Linked DNA regions of Sus scrofa: region 2 is linked to region 1. Evidence: chromatin contacts called from public Hi-C data. All regions are on one chromosome and are shown on one strand. Each heading gives the region's core, a stretch centred on a gene start, on an enhancer-like site or on the middle of the called end of the contact. The rest is flanking DNA. Distances are from core to core; before and after follow the strand shown. Region 1 overlaps FCGBP (IgGFc-binding protein). Region 2 holds the start of LOC100521972 (zinc finger protein 546).

Region 1 (6,543 bases), core at 2,986-5,485:
GGTCGTCACACTCACAGCCCTCAAAGCAGCGGGTGGTGCAGCCCGTGAGGCCAGAGAGAGCCGCACAGGAGCCCTGGCAGGAGCGTGTGCAGACGGAGTAGTGGCTGTGGGCTGGGCACTGGAGCGCTGCAGAGAGAGGAGGCAGGTGGGGTCACGCCCGCACACGGGCGCTGGGTAACGAGTGGGGCCTACTGCACACCTGGCTCTGGGCTGGTGCTGCTGGGGACACAAGCTCCTGCCCTATGGAGCTCATAGCAGCGGGACAGATGGTGATGGCCCCATGTGATCAGGGCTGCATTGAGGAAATAGAGATAGAACGTCAGGGCCAGGATGGAGGAAGTACAGGCAGAGGGGTCAGGGCCAGGATGGGAGCTGTGAGGACCCAGAGGAAGCATCCAGGGTGAGGGCCTGGGATCTGGCTGAGCAACCTGTGCATGGTGTGGCTGCCTGGAGATGAGGCCCAGGATCTGCGAATAGGAGGCTCGGGTTTGGGGTGAAATGCTGATGTCATGTGGGAACACAGGAGGTGTGAGAGACCCCAAGGACACCCCGTGGCAAGTGTCCAGGAGGCCAGTGGACCCATGAGGCTGGCCGTTAGGAGAGAGGTCAGAGATGGAGACAGACTGCGTCCACTGTCAGCACTGAAGACAAATCTAAGGCTATCAGAGTGGGTGACAGGTCCTGCCCTGAGAAGAATGAAGAAGACACAGCCCCATCCTGGGGCTTTGAAGAAACAGAGGATCCCCGACTGGGGGTATCTAAGAGGTACCATCTTGTCCTGAAGGGTCTGTGGGAATATGGTCCCATCCTGGGGGTTCTGGGTGAGCCACAGACTCAGGCTGCATTGCATGAGCTTCCGGCCTACCCGGCCTGCCCTCCCATGGTCACCACGGAGACAGTCGGGGTGGGCCCCAAGAAGAACTGTGCCTGAGGTCTCAGGAGAGCGGCCCCTGCAAGGAGTCCGAGATGGGCCAGGAGCCGGGCAGGAGGGAAGCCAGAAGGGTATCCCGGGGGAAGAGCTGGGAACAGCTCCTGAGGTGCAAACAGGACCGGCCACAGGCCGGGGTGCCCCTGAGCCTGGGCTGGAGTCCTCCCAGGGGCCCATGGGCACTCACGGCAGAAGCTGTCTGTCCTCCAGGGCTTCACGGCCGAGCCGGCTGCCTGACAGGCTGCCGTGTAGGCTGCGAGGCTGCGGCAGAGGAAGGTGCTGTTGCCCTTGTGGGCACAGAGGTCATACACACACTGGCGGAAGTACTCAGAGGGGCCCAGCACCGCGTGGCAGGCCGAGAAGGGGCCGTTGGGGTCCCGGAGCCGCCCACAGGCATTGAGGCTCTCATAGGGCGCTGTCTCCTCCGCCAAGCACACGGGGCAGCCTGCGGGCCCGCAGCCCTCGCTACAGCTCTGGGAGGAGCCGGGGACCCGCCAGGCAGCTCCGAAGGCATCCACGCTGGGGGCCACGGCGCCACTGGGCAGGACGAAGTCGTCGCTCCAGTTGCCATTGAAGTTCCCACAGAGGCCACAGACCCGGCCATGGAAGGGGCTGGGGATGGAGATGAGGATGTGGGCATCGCCGTCGAAGAGAAGCCGCAGATCCTTGGTCGTCTGCAGAATCACATTCCGGCCCTCGGCGGTCACTCGCACGTGTCCCACAGCCACAGGCAGGGCTACGGCCTCGCCGTCCACAGTGACCTGCATGAAGGTTCAGGTGGGTCAGGGACTCAGAACCACAGGTAAGGTGGGTCCCTCAGAATCCCAGGGGGGGAGCTGTCTTTCGGCCCCACTAAGGTGGGGCCACGGCTCCCAGAGATTTCCCAGGGCAGGGCCCTGTCCCCTTCAGAGACCCCAGGCCAGGGCTGTGCCTCTCTCAAGGCTGGGGTCAGGTCCCCTTCAGGACCCCAGGACAGATCTGTGCCCCCCTCAGTCCCCTTGGGGTGGGGTTGTATCTCTCTCAAAACCCACAGGGTGGGTCCTCTCCCCCTCAGAGCCCCCCAGGATGGGGCCACGTTGGCTTCTGACCCCCAGGGCAAGGCCATGTCCACTTACCTGTGGCCCCGGAGCCAGGCTCACCACCTGGTCAGCCACAGTGACCACCAGCCGCTGGGGATCTCCAGCCGCGTTCTTCTCAAGCACAATGGCAAAGTCTTCGTCCCCAGGCTGCGGGTGGCAGACCTGGGCCAAGATGTATGAGCAGGAGCCATGCAGGTCATAGACACGCCCGTCAAGGGTGATGTAGTGGGTGCCCCCGTTGGCCAGGCAGCGGCCACAGCCTATGGGGTAACAGGCCTGGACACCATCCTGTAACCGGCACTCTTCATAGGGCCTACAGGCCGCGCCTTCCTGGCAGGTGACTTGGCCGCCCGGCCCACACTCACAGCGCCGCCCACACTCAGGGCCTGGGTAGAAGGCCTCGCCCAGTGGGTAGTAGCGGCCCTCGTGGAGGCAGCCACACTGACCCACAGGCACGCAGGTGTCTCCACTGAGCACGAAGCCGGCATCGCAGACGCAGCCCTCACGGCAGGTGGGCTCACAGCCCTCAGGCGCTGAGAGGCTCGGGCAGCTCACAGGGCAGGAGTCACCGCAGAGCTTGTAGTGGCTGTGGGCGGGGCACTGGAGGGCTGCGGGGGCCAAGAGGGGAGGAATGAGCTGGAAGCCCTGAGGGAGGGGGGCGGGAGACCCAGACCCAGGGGAATCTGTTCTGAGGATAGACGGTGAGTGAATCTGTCCAGGGATCTGAGCTGGGTGTCTGATCCAGTACATCTAACTGGGGGATTTGGTGTGGGGATCTGGGGACCAGGTCTCTCTCAGCAGGTGGTGGGTGTTTCAACCAGATCAGTTATGTCTAAAGATCAAGTCAATCTGACTGGGTGAATTTAACCACATGTATCTGACCAAGATGAGCATAAATAGAACCAGCTGTGAGGAGTTCCCATTGTGGGCTCAGCGGTAATGAACCCTAGTATCCATGAGGATGCGGGTTGATCCCTGGCCTCACAAAGTGGGTTAAGGATCCGGCATTGCCATGAGCTGTGGTGTAGGTCGGAGATGTGGCTTGGATCCTGAGTTGCTGTGGCTGTGGTGTAGGCCGGCAGCTGCAGCTCTGACTGGGCCCCTAGCCTGGGAACCTCCATATGCCGGGGTGCAGCCTTAAAAAGCAAAAAGCAGGGGGAAAAAAAAAAGCAACCAACTGTGATTCCTCAGGGTGGGAATCTGGCTGGGGTGTGGGGCCAGATGTATCTCAGGGTATGAAGCCACCAAGGGATGCCTGGCTCTGAATGTCTAACCTGGAGCCTCTGACGGTCTCTCTGATGGTCTGTGTCAGGGTGTGACTCTGACCACATGTATGTGATTGAAGCCGACAGGAAAAATCTGACCAAGAGATCTGCCTGAGGGAACGGCCAGGAGATCAAGAATCTGTATCTGCCTGAGGCTATGGCAAGGTCATGACTCTACCTGGGTATAGCCACCTAAGTGTGTCTCAGGATGACCAAGTGTCTCTAACGAGAGGGGTCCCTCTCTGAGGTTAGGGAGCCAATTCCATCTGATGCTGTGTATTTCCTTGTTTGAAACAGTCTAGGGGGCGTCTGACCAGGTGTAACCCCCTAGGTCTCTCTGACCAGGGGTAGCTGAGAGAATCCACTTGACCAGGTGTATCTCACTGTGCAGCTTGGACAGGATCAACCTCCCCAGTCTATCTGAGCGCATGAATCCCGAGAGTGTACCGGACCCAGGGTTTCTGACCAGGTATATCCCAGCGGCTCCCACTGCAGTATGTGACCTGGTGTATTTCCGTGTGTGAATGCCAAGGTGTTTAACAGGAGGTATCTGGGCTCAGGAGAGGCAGGATGGTGCCTAAGCCCCACTGAGGAGAAGGTTCTTGTCTTAGAGCGGTAGGTAGGTGGGGAGAGTCCGGGTATGTGACCCAGTGTACTCACGACAGAAGTCTGGCCGCCTCCACTCGTCGAGCTGGGCCCCAGCGGCCTGGCAGGCGGCCACATAGGCGGCCACGGCAGGGCAGAGGCCTCCCGGATGGCCCTGAGCCTGGCAGGCGTCCAGCAGGCAGGCCTGGAAGTACTGCGCGGGCGGCACGAGGCTGTGGCAGGGACTCAGCGGGCCGTCAGGGGCGGAGATCACGCCGCAGGCGTCGGGGCCGCCGAAGGGCTCCTGCTGCTCCGGCGTGCAAGGCTCCGGGCAGGGCCCGGGCACGCACTCCCCGCAGCCCTCCGCACCGCCCACCTGCCAGCCAGCTGGGTTCCCGCCCACCGCGTTCAGGTCGTCTTTGGGATCCTGGTTGTAGTTCCCGCACAGGCCACAAAGGGCGCCCGCGTACGCCGCCGGCACGCGCAGGCGCACGTTGCTGTCTCCGTCAAAAGCCAGAGAGATCCCGGAGGTGGTGGTCACCACCACGTCGGGGCCGCTCACATACGAGTGCAGACGTGTGTCCAGCTGGAAGGGCAGCGCCACCAGCTTGCCGTCCACCTGCGGGCGCGGGGTGAGGGGGAGACGTAGAGAACGTTGCAGGCACAGGCGCGAATCCTGACTCCACTGTCTACTAGGGGGTGGAACCCTGAGTGTGTGATCTCCACCACTTTGTAATAATGATAATAGCCGTAATAATAATAATAAGCCAGACACGATGTCACTGGCTCCTTACACCTCTCTCTGAAGCAGATACTTTTCCTAGACCCATTTTACAGAGGAATACACTAAGGCTCCGATGGGGAAACCACTACTCCAAGCCATCCAGTTCCAAAGCCTAGACTCTGGATACCTCCACCTGCCCCGTTAGCCTGTGAAAGGCAATCAGAGTACTGGCTGACCCCACCTGTCCCCCACAACCCCCAGGGCTGGCACGTGCTCTTATCTGACCCACCAGCCCCTCACCTGCAGCTGCCGGGGCCAGCGGGCACTGAGGGTGAAGCTGTGGCCGTAGATGTGCAGGGTGACAGTGCGGGTGTAACTGACAGCCTGGCTGCCCCGGTGCTCATTTTCTACAGTGACGTTGAAGTTCTCAACCCCTGCAGGTGGTCCTTGGCAGGGCGCGCTCAGCAAGTACTCGCAAGAGCCTTGGAAGTCGAATCGGTGCCCATCCAGGGTGATGTAATGGGGGTCACCCCAGGCCTGACACTCAACTGTGCTGATAGGGTGGCAGCCATGCTGGCCTGAGGGCAGCAGGGCACACTCTTCACCTAGCCCGCAGCTGGCAGGCTTGCAGACCAGAGAGCCGCCCCCAGGCCCACACTGGCACCGCTGGGAGCAGGTGGCATCAGCCCAAAACTCGCTGCCTGCCTCGTGGTAGGTGCCGTTGGCCCAGCAGCCGCAGCCTCCATCCAGGGGAACGCAGTGACTGGCACTCCACACGAAGCCAGAGTTGCACTGGCAGCCCTCGGCGCAGGGGCCCTCACATGGGGCTGGGGTGGTGGGAGGCGCAGGAGATGGGCAGCTGGCCGGGCAGGGTGGGCCACAGAGCTCGTAGTGGCTGTTGTCTGGGCAGGACATCTCTGTGGGCAGATGAAAGAGCCAGAGGGACAGAGAATTGTGTCAGGAGGTGGCATCTGAGGCCAGGATAGTCAGAGGCAGAGACCAAGACCCAAACAGAAACAGAGCATGAGAAACAGAGGCAACCAAAGGGAGACACAGAGATAAGTGCCAAGAGACTGAGAAACAAAAGCAAAAACAGAAAACAAAATAAAACCAAAACCAAAAAGACCCAGAAGGATTGGAGTGAAACTAAACCAGCTCTGAAGAGACAGGACCCCGGGCCCCAGTTCCTGCTCTGCTCCCCCAGCACTCACCACAGCCAGCCTGTGTCCTCCAGTCCTTAATGACGACCCCAGCAGCCTGGCAGGCAGCAGCATAGGCAGCCAGAGCCTGGCACAGTATGTCCTGGGCCCCACCGCCCAGGCAGACATCCAGAACGCAGCCCTTGAAGAAGCTCTCGGGGGCCACCTGGGCATGGCAGTCGGCGAAGGGGCCTCCGGTGCCAGGGACCAGGGGTCCACAGAAGCTGGGGCCCTCGTACTTCTCCAGATTGTCCTCGGAGCATGTCGGGCAGGACCCCTGACATTCGTCCCAGCACAGGGGGTCCCAGCCTGGGACCCGCCAGCTGCCGCCCCAGATGGGTATGGAGGGAGCCAGGGTGCCGTTAGGGAAGGCTTGGTCATTGCTGGGGTTGCGGTCCATGTTCCCGCAGAGCCCGCACACAGCACCATGATAGCTGCTGGGCAGCGTCACCTCCACTCGCCAATCCCAGTCATAGCTGACCTGCAGCCCAAAGTCGGTGGCCAGCACGGCTTTGGACGCACCGTGGGTCACTGAAAGCCGCCCACCAGCCTCAGAGACAGGCAATGCGGTCAGCACACCATTCACCTGGTTGCGGGGGGAGGGGGGGAGGCAAACACCACTGGTCACTGGAGAGGCGGAGGCCCAGCCCCGGCCCCCAGTCTCCCTCCCTCATCCTGCCCTGGCTGGGAGCTGCAAGGCCATCCCCATGGCTGACGGTCACACAGTCATTTGACAAACATTACAACATACCTTCTAGTTAAG
Region 2 (6,543 bases), core at 1,677-4,176, 74 kb after region 1:
CCAAGCTGTGTCTGCAACCTACACCACAGCTCACAGCAACGCCGGATCGTTAACCCACTGAGCAAGGGTGGGGACCGAACCCGCAACCTCATGATTCCTAGTCGGATTCATTAACCACTGCGCCACGACAGGAACTCCCAGACCAGCTTTCAATACCACTGAGGCTTACCTGTAAGTGGCAGGTCAGTTTTTGCATCTCAGGGGCTGCTTTTTTTCGATACTCAATTACATACTACCATGTTGCAAGAAAGGGGCCACTTTGCTGAAGAGCCTAGGCACTCATACCTTTTGGAAGTAGAATCTTTAAAGCAAGCATTTTCCTTTTTTCTCTGTTCCACTCTGCAAGGATGAGAAAAAAAAATTCAAACATATGCAAATCTGTTTTTAACTGTTTTCATTGTAAAAATAATACACATAAAGGTGCCCCAAATAAAAATGTATTGTGTAATAACTTACTATAAACAGAACACTTGTGTAAACATCATCCAAGGACCAGGGGTTAGGTTGCCACAGAAAAAGAAATTCCTACACAACTATTTGCCCACAGGCAGTGATCCATTTTCTGAATACATTTGCAGTTACTGCCATGGTGAGTGCACCCTGGCCTGATACAGCAACAGTGTGGACACATGGCAGTCATTTCCTCAGTTTCATGTGCTCTTCAATAGCACTTGCTCTGAGTATAAGCAGGATCCATAAGCATAGCTCAGATCAGACTACAGAGCATGTTCTGCCAAGTAGTTTGCAAGGACTCTGTTGATCAAAAATGACTGTGTAGCAGTGTGGCAACATGACAAACGTCACCGCTGTCTGCAAGTCCAGAAACCAGGTCATGACGGCACAGATCACACTGCAGCCATCCCAGATGATTCAAACATAGGCTTCCATATCAGCCTCAGAGGGAGAGGATGATGAAGAAGCCTAAGATGCCAGAAGATGGTGTTCAGTGTCCTCATGACTGCACCATGTTTTTACTCATCCTCACAAATTATCCCCATGTGTTACTTGTGCATTTTGCCTTTTCTTCAGGAATTTAAGGTGTATTTACTGTTTTATGTGATAGGACAGGTGTTTCCAGTGGACTCTTCCTGCTGAAGCCGGGACACATCAGGCCAGGCAGATGCTGAACCCAGAGCCCCGCAAGGGAGGGCCAGGCCTCTCCCCAGAGGTGACCTCAGTGGCCCAGCACTTGCTGATTTTATTTGTATGTCGATCCAGATGAATAATAGTTGTATGTACATCTAGTTTCAACCCACCATCACAAGACTCATTCCAGTTTTCTCCTTTTCCATATCTGCAATTTCTCAGACAGCGAGAAGCCTGGCTGCTCCCATTGCACTTGATATTTTTACTTTTTGATCAGCACCCCCATCCCAGCCTCCATCACATGTAACAAACTCCTATCACTGCTGCAATGGCCTTTCCCACACAGATGCTCTCCCCATACCACTTGGGTTCTGACATCCACTCTCCTATTCAACCAATATCAGCGTCTCCAACACCCCCACTTGGGCTCCACAGGTAGCCACAGCCTTCCTCACCCAGCCTGAGCTCTGAAGTCCCCTGTAGGGCATTCCTCCAGTGTGGATGCCCTCCTTATGCTGCTGCTCAGGTTAACACTCCCATACCAGAGGGTGTAACCATTTGCATTACCCCTAATAAGCCCTTCAGTCAGCACCTAGCTACTCCCTGCCTCAACACCCTCCTCACCCTGCTCTGGCGCCAAGACCCGCTCTAAAGCCCATCCTATGGCTTTAGGGCTGAACTGCTCACAAAGGGAAGGGAAGAGAAAGGGACAAATGTGTTAGCATCAGACTCTAACTGCCCACTCATGATTCTATGGCACAGTGCCTTTCTAGGCATAAAGCTATCTCCTCAGTCTGAGATTCTCAAATTTATCTGCCAGACACTCCTAACAGCACAGAAGGGTAGAAAGAATTCCCTCAAATTTTAAAAAAGTTCCCATGTTATGATGGAGCATGAAAATGTGAGAAACGGGATGTATATATGTACGTGTGACTGGGTCACCTCGGTGTACAGTAGAAAATTGACAGAACACTGTAAACTGGCTATGATGAAAAGATAATAATTTTTAAAAATTTGTAGAAGTTCCCACAGTTTGTGTTTTTGTCTATGAAAAAACTTCATGTGATTCTATACAAAAAGGCAAAATTATTCGACAGATAAATCGCAAATCTTTGCTCCAAATCTTGAAATAACAGCTGATGCTGCAAGAAGATGCAACATATTGTCTTTATAATCTGTCTGTGGCTGCACACGGTCACACACACCCAGTCAGCACATATGTAGATCACACACCCACGTTTCACATAGCCCCGCTTGCACCCGCCACTCAACTGCCGCAGTCACACAGCGCCCCGCACACCCAGCCCCTCACACACACACACACACACACACACACACACACACACACACATCACCCGGTCACAGCCCCGCACGCCCACAGTCCCCGCCGCGCCACTCCCCGCCATGCTCAGGTACGAATCACCCTCGAATGCCGCTTCAGGCGCACACCGTCCCTTCCCCAAAGAGTTACATGCAGGGACACAGCTCACTCTCAGCCAGACGCGCAGTAGGTGCCGAAGCCCTCACAGCGGGGCACACACACACACACACAGGCTCACGAAGCCAGGTACGATGGGCCACACACCTGTGCACCAGGCGCCCAGACTACCTCAGGGAAGAAACCGACAGAATCCGTCCCTACGCGCTTGGCCTCAGGGCTGCACCCACGGCTGCACTCGGCGGCGCAGCACTCTGAGGGTCCCGAGAGGCTCGCACCTGCCGGACCGCTCCCGTCGGGAGGTCGCTCGGCTTACAACGCTGGTCAGCGGTCTCCGCGGGGCGACCAGAGACGCCAGATCCGCGCGGCGCACATACGCCTGCGCACTCAAAGCCCGAGCACATCGCCTTCCGGCTGTGGACTACATTTCCCAGAAGCCCCAGGGGAGGCGTAAACTTGGACCCTGAGGGCCCTCAACCGGGCGTTCTGGGTGGCTCAGCCACCGCAGGTGAGTTAATGGAATCCTGGGGAGAAGTGGGAGCCAGGCGAGGCGGAGCGGGACTCACCTGGGGTAGGGGTGGGAGTGGAGCTGCCCCCAAAGTGTGGAGCCCCGGGCCCATTGTGTTTGCAGCCTCGGGCCTGTGGGGGCTGGAGGAGCAGAGGAGGATCGTGTGTCTGAGTGTGATAGGCTGTGTGTAGTGCGTGTGTGTGTTTGCGCGCGCCTGCACACCCACACTTAGCAGGACCGAATCGGGGCTCCTGTCGGCGTGCGCGGTTGTCAGTCTGATACTGGTGCTTGCCTCAGTGGTGAGCGTCACGGACCCACACTCCTGCTGCTTTCCCCACCCTCCCCTCACAGCCCTGGGTGTCGGCACAGAGCTGTCCTCAAGAGGAAAGTCCAATAAGATGAAGGCCCTAGGAGGAAGTTTCCCAGCAAGAAGGCACAGTCCTGGACAAAGGATGGGGCTATTGAAGCTAGAATTGTCTCGGAGACAGATTCCTGGGATGAAATGATGGGAAGCGTTCCTACTTCAGGCGCTGCGGTTGCTGCTACATTTTTCAGGAACCGCAGCATTCCCATACCTCGGATTCTAGGAAGCTGCTGTGATTTCAAAGACAAGTTCCAGCCTCCTTCTCCCATCCGGTCCGTATGTGTGAGGTGAGTGCTGATGTGGCCCTAGAGGGTCCCTTCTCTGTCTCAGCTCTAAGAAAGGCCTGGTGTCTCCCGATTTCCTTCTTATCCAGTTCTGCCATTCTTCACAAGGGGATCCTGGGGAGAAAGGGAAAATTGTTGCACATTGAAAGTACAGATCAGGTGAGTTTCTACTTCCTCTTTGTTCATAAATGCATTTTTGCTTTTAGTACATGGAAATATTTGCATTTTTTTCTGAAGTGTCCAGTGCCATGGGTGTGCTCTTAAAAAAGAAAAAAGAAGAAAGAAAGGTTGTCAAAAGAAAAATGAACAATATGAGTAAAGAAATAGTCATTGTGATGAACAATAATGCTCAAATTTTATGAGTGCCATTTATTATTATTGAGATTCAGAGACATTTTACAAGGGTTATATCCAGTGATATATATATTTTTTGTGGCCGATCCCACAGCATATGGAAGTTCCTGGGCCAGGGACTGAATCCCAGCTGCAACTGGCACCACTGCCACACCTCTGGCAATGCAGGATCCCTTAACTCACTGTGCTGGGCTGAGGAGGGAACCTGTGCGCCAACGCAGCGACCCGAGTTGCTGCAGTTTGATTCTTAACCCACTGCACCACAGCGGAAACTCCCAAAGCAGTATTTCAATAGATTATTCAGTGGAGAAAGAGAACCAAAACCTGTTCTGTTTTGCCCATATTTTCTTATTTAGTCTACACACTCCCCTCACCTGACATGTCCATTCAGGGAAGAACTTGTCAGTAAAAAGATCTTATTGTAATGAAGAATGTTCAAGAATTGGTAGGCTTTATTTAAAATGGTCACACTGATTCCCTTACTATTCCCACACATGTCAAACAGAATTGCTTCTAAGATTTAAAAAAAAATTGGGTATAGATTGTATACATAAGATTATGGAATTAATGCTTGCTTTTTGAAAAAAACAATCAGTTATTCAGTTATATTACATGAGAGACTTATATGAGATTGATGCACTGCCCACTGTGCTAAGAAGGTCATGAGGGACTTATAAAAAAGAAAGTTAAAATAGCATCACCAGTAATATTTGGGGAGGTTTATTTTAGCACATTTTTCTGCACCTGTATATGTGTGGTGTGTATGTGTTTGTGTGCAGAATAGAAACTGTTCTACTTGAGCACTCAAAGGACATAGACTCAACTCCCATTAGAAAACGTTAACTCTATGAATCCAAACCATAGGTTTCTTTTACCTCCATGAATATGGAAGAAGAGGAAAGTGCCAGTGACCCCCTCTAGAGTGATAAACTTTCCAAGTACTTACAGCACCAAATTCCCACAGTTTAGTGTTACCTAAATTAATTAAGAGCAATTCAGATAGCACAATTTATCAAATAAGGTAGCCCTTCAGGATACTTTTTTTTAGATTTTTAAGTTTGTTTTCACAGGACATGGCAATCACTTTTCCTGTCCAAGAATCTTTTAATGCAAATAACATTTTGGAAGACAGATTTATAATAGTAGGAAACAAAATAAGATGTAATAACTATAAATATTCATGTGAATCTTTACATAAGACAGAAGGAAAAGACTGAACCTCCGGTACTGCATTTAATGTCTTATTACATTCTTTTTCTTAGGTTTATGTCAAAGAATGTGTCTCCTCTTTATAGCTGCAAATACAAGGAGAGATTTCTTGGTTAGATTTCTGAAAATCTGTTTGTTAGTATCGTTAGTTAAAACTAATTTCACATCCAAGCCTTGGCTTTAAAATATGTGCAATGTCATTATAAAAAAGAGTGGGCATGAGACTCAAATTTTACTATGAAAAAAGAAAGTAGGGAGTTCCCATTGTGGCTGAGTGGATGTATCCATGAGGATGCGGGCTGATCCCTGGTCTCACTCAGTGGGTTAAGGATCCTGCATTGCAGTGAGCTTTGGTGTGGGTCGAAGACGCAGCTTAGATCCTGCATTGCTGTGGCTGTGGCGGCAGCTGCAGCTCCAATTCAACCCCTAGCCTGGGAACCTCCATGTGCTGCAGGAATGGCCCCCAAAAGCAAAAAAAAAGTAGCAAAGAATTTCATCTAATAACAGTAGAATGAAGTACGTTACATAATAATACTAACTTTTATTTCGTAATTATAATGTCATTAAATGGTGTCTATGTAACATCCCAATCTTCATGACAACTGTAGGACACAGTGATTTTCTTATCCTGTTTACCAATAAACTGAGAAGTTGGTAGCTGTTAGACTAGAATTCACATTTTGGAAATCTGACAGCAGAGTCTGTGTTATTAATTACATTATCATTCCTCCCATAATTTTACATCTTTAATTTGCCTGTATCAGTCAGTCATTCCTTAGGAATGTCTTTCTTCGGCTATAAATATGGACCAATGTCATCAGTATTAATGAGGCCTTAGTATGCCATCATAACTGACCTTAATTTAACTTGGCGACTCCTATAGCCATTTATATTATTAACAGTTGGTTATTCTAAGTTGTCATGTGATAAACATCTTCTGCATGTATCTTAGTTTGCTTTTTGGCCATTTCCTAAGAAAATCTGCCTAAAATGGAATATTAGTCAAGTCTCAGTCACACAGGCTCAAACTATGCTGAATCTAATGATAGTAATTTACAAGCCCTGAAAACACAGTTACTCCCGTAAGTCTCCTGTAATACAGCAAATGATATAAAGTCAGAATGGACTGAATAAGCATGAGAGAAGAGGCAGTAAAAGCTACTAGGGAAATTCAGGTCACATGCCTTGGGAATTCATAGGAAGGAGATATTCTTTCTCTAGCTAACTCTGTCAGGTTTTGATCAAATTATTCTGCATCCAGGGGAACTCTGTGGTGAGAAGGGGATTTTATGCTGTATGC

The links. A called contact is a pair of places that touch in the nucleus more often than the background predicts.
Region 2: a Hi-C map of liver shows a contact between it and region 1, with 5 times the contacts expected there. The contact joins the promoter of LOC100521972 here to the enhancer-like site in region 1. A contact is called at or near these places in 5 of 47 Hi-C or Micro-C datasets (blood, brain, embryonic fibroblasts and 2 more).

What each region holds. Positions count from the first base shown.
Region 1 is chr6:48,340,151-48,346,693 of Sscrofa11.1, forward strand. It overlaps FCGBP (IgGFc-binding protein), which reads right to left. Exons shown (of 21, transcript XM_021094376.1): 13 at 5,793-6,366; 14 at 4,882-5,498; 15 at 3,933-4,476; 16 at 2,044-2,615; 17 at 1,116-1,689; 18 at 1-126. Among named protein-coding and RNA genes, the nearest start is that of FBL, 17 kb to the left of the region's middle. Within about 2 kb of position 4,236, at least 45 of the 83 cell types and tissues checked have an H3K27ac peak or open chromatin away from gene starts, as enhancers often do. A contact at or near this core is called in liver, where this site is marked.
Region 2 is chr6:48,415,791-48,422,333 of Sscrofa11.1, forward strand. It overlaps LOC100521972 (zinc finger protein 546), which reads left to right and starts at 2,927. Exons shown (of 5, transcript XM_021094380.1): 1 at 2,927-3,032; 2 at 3,384-3,683. The coding sequence starts at 3,675.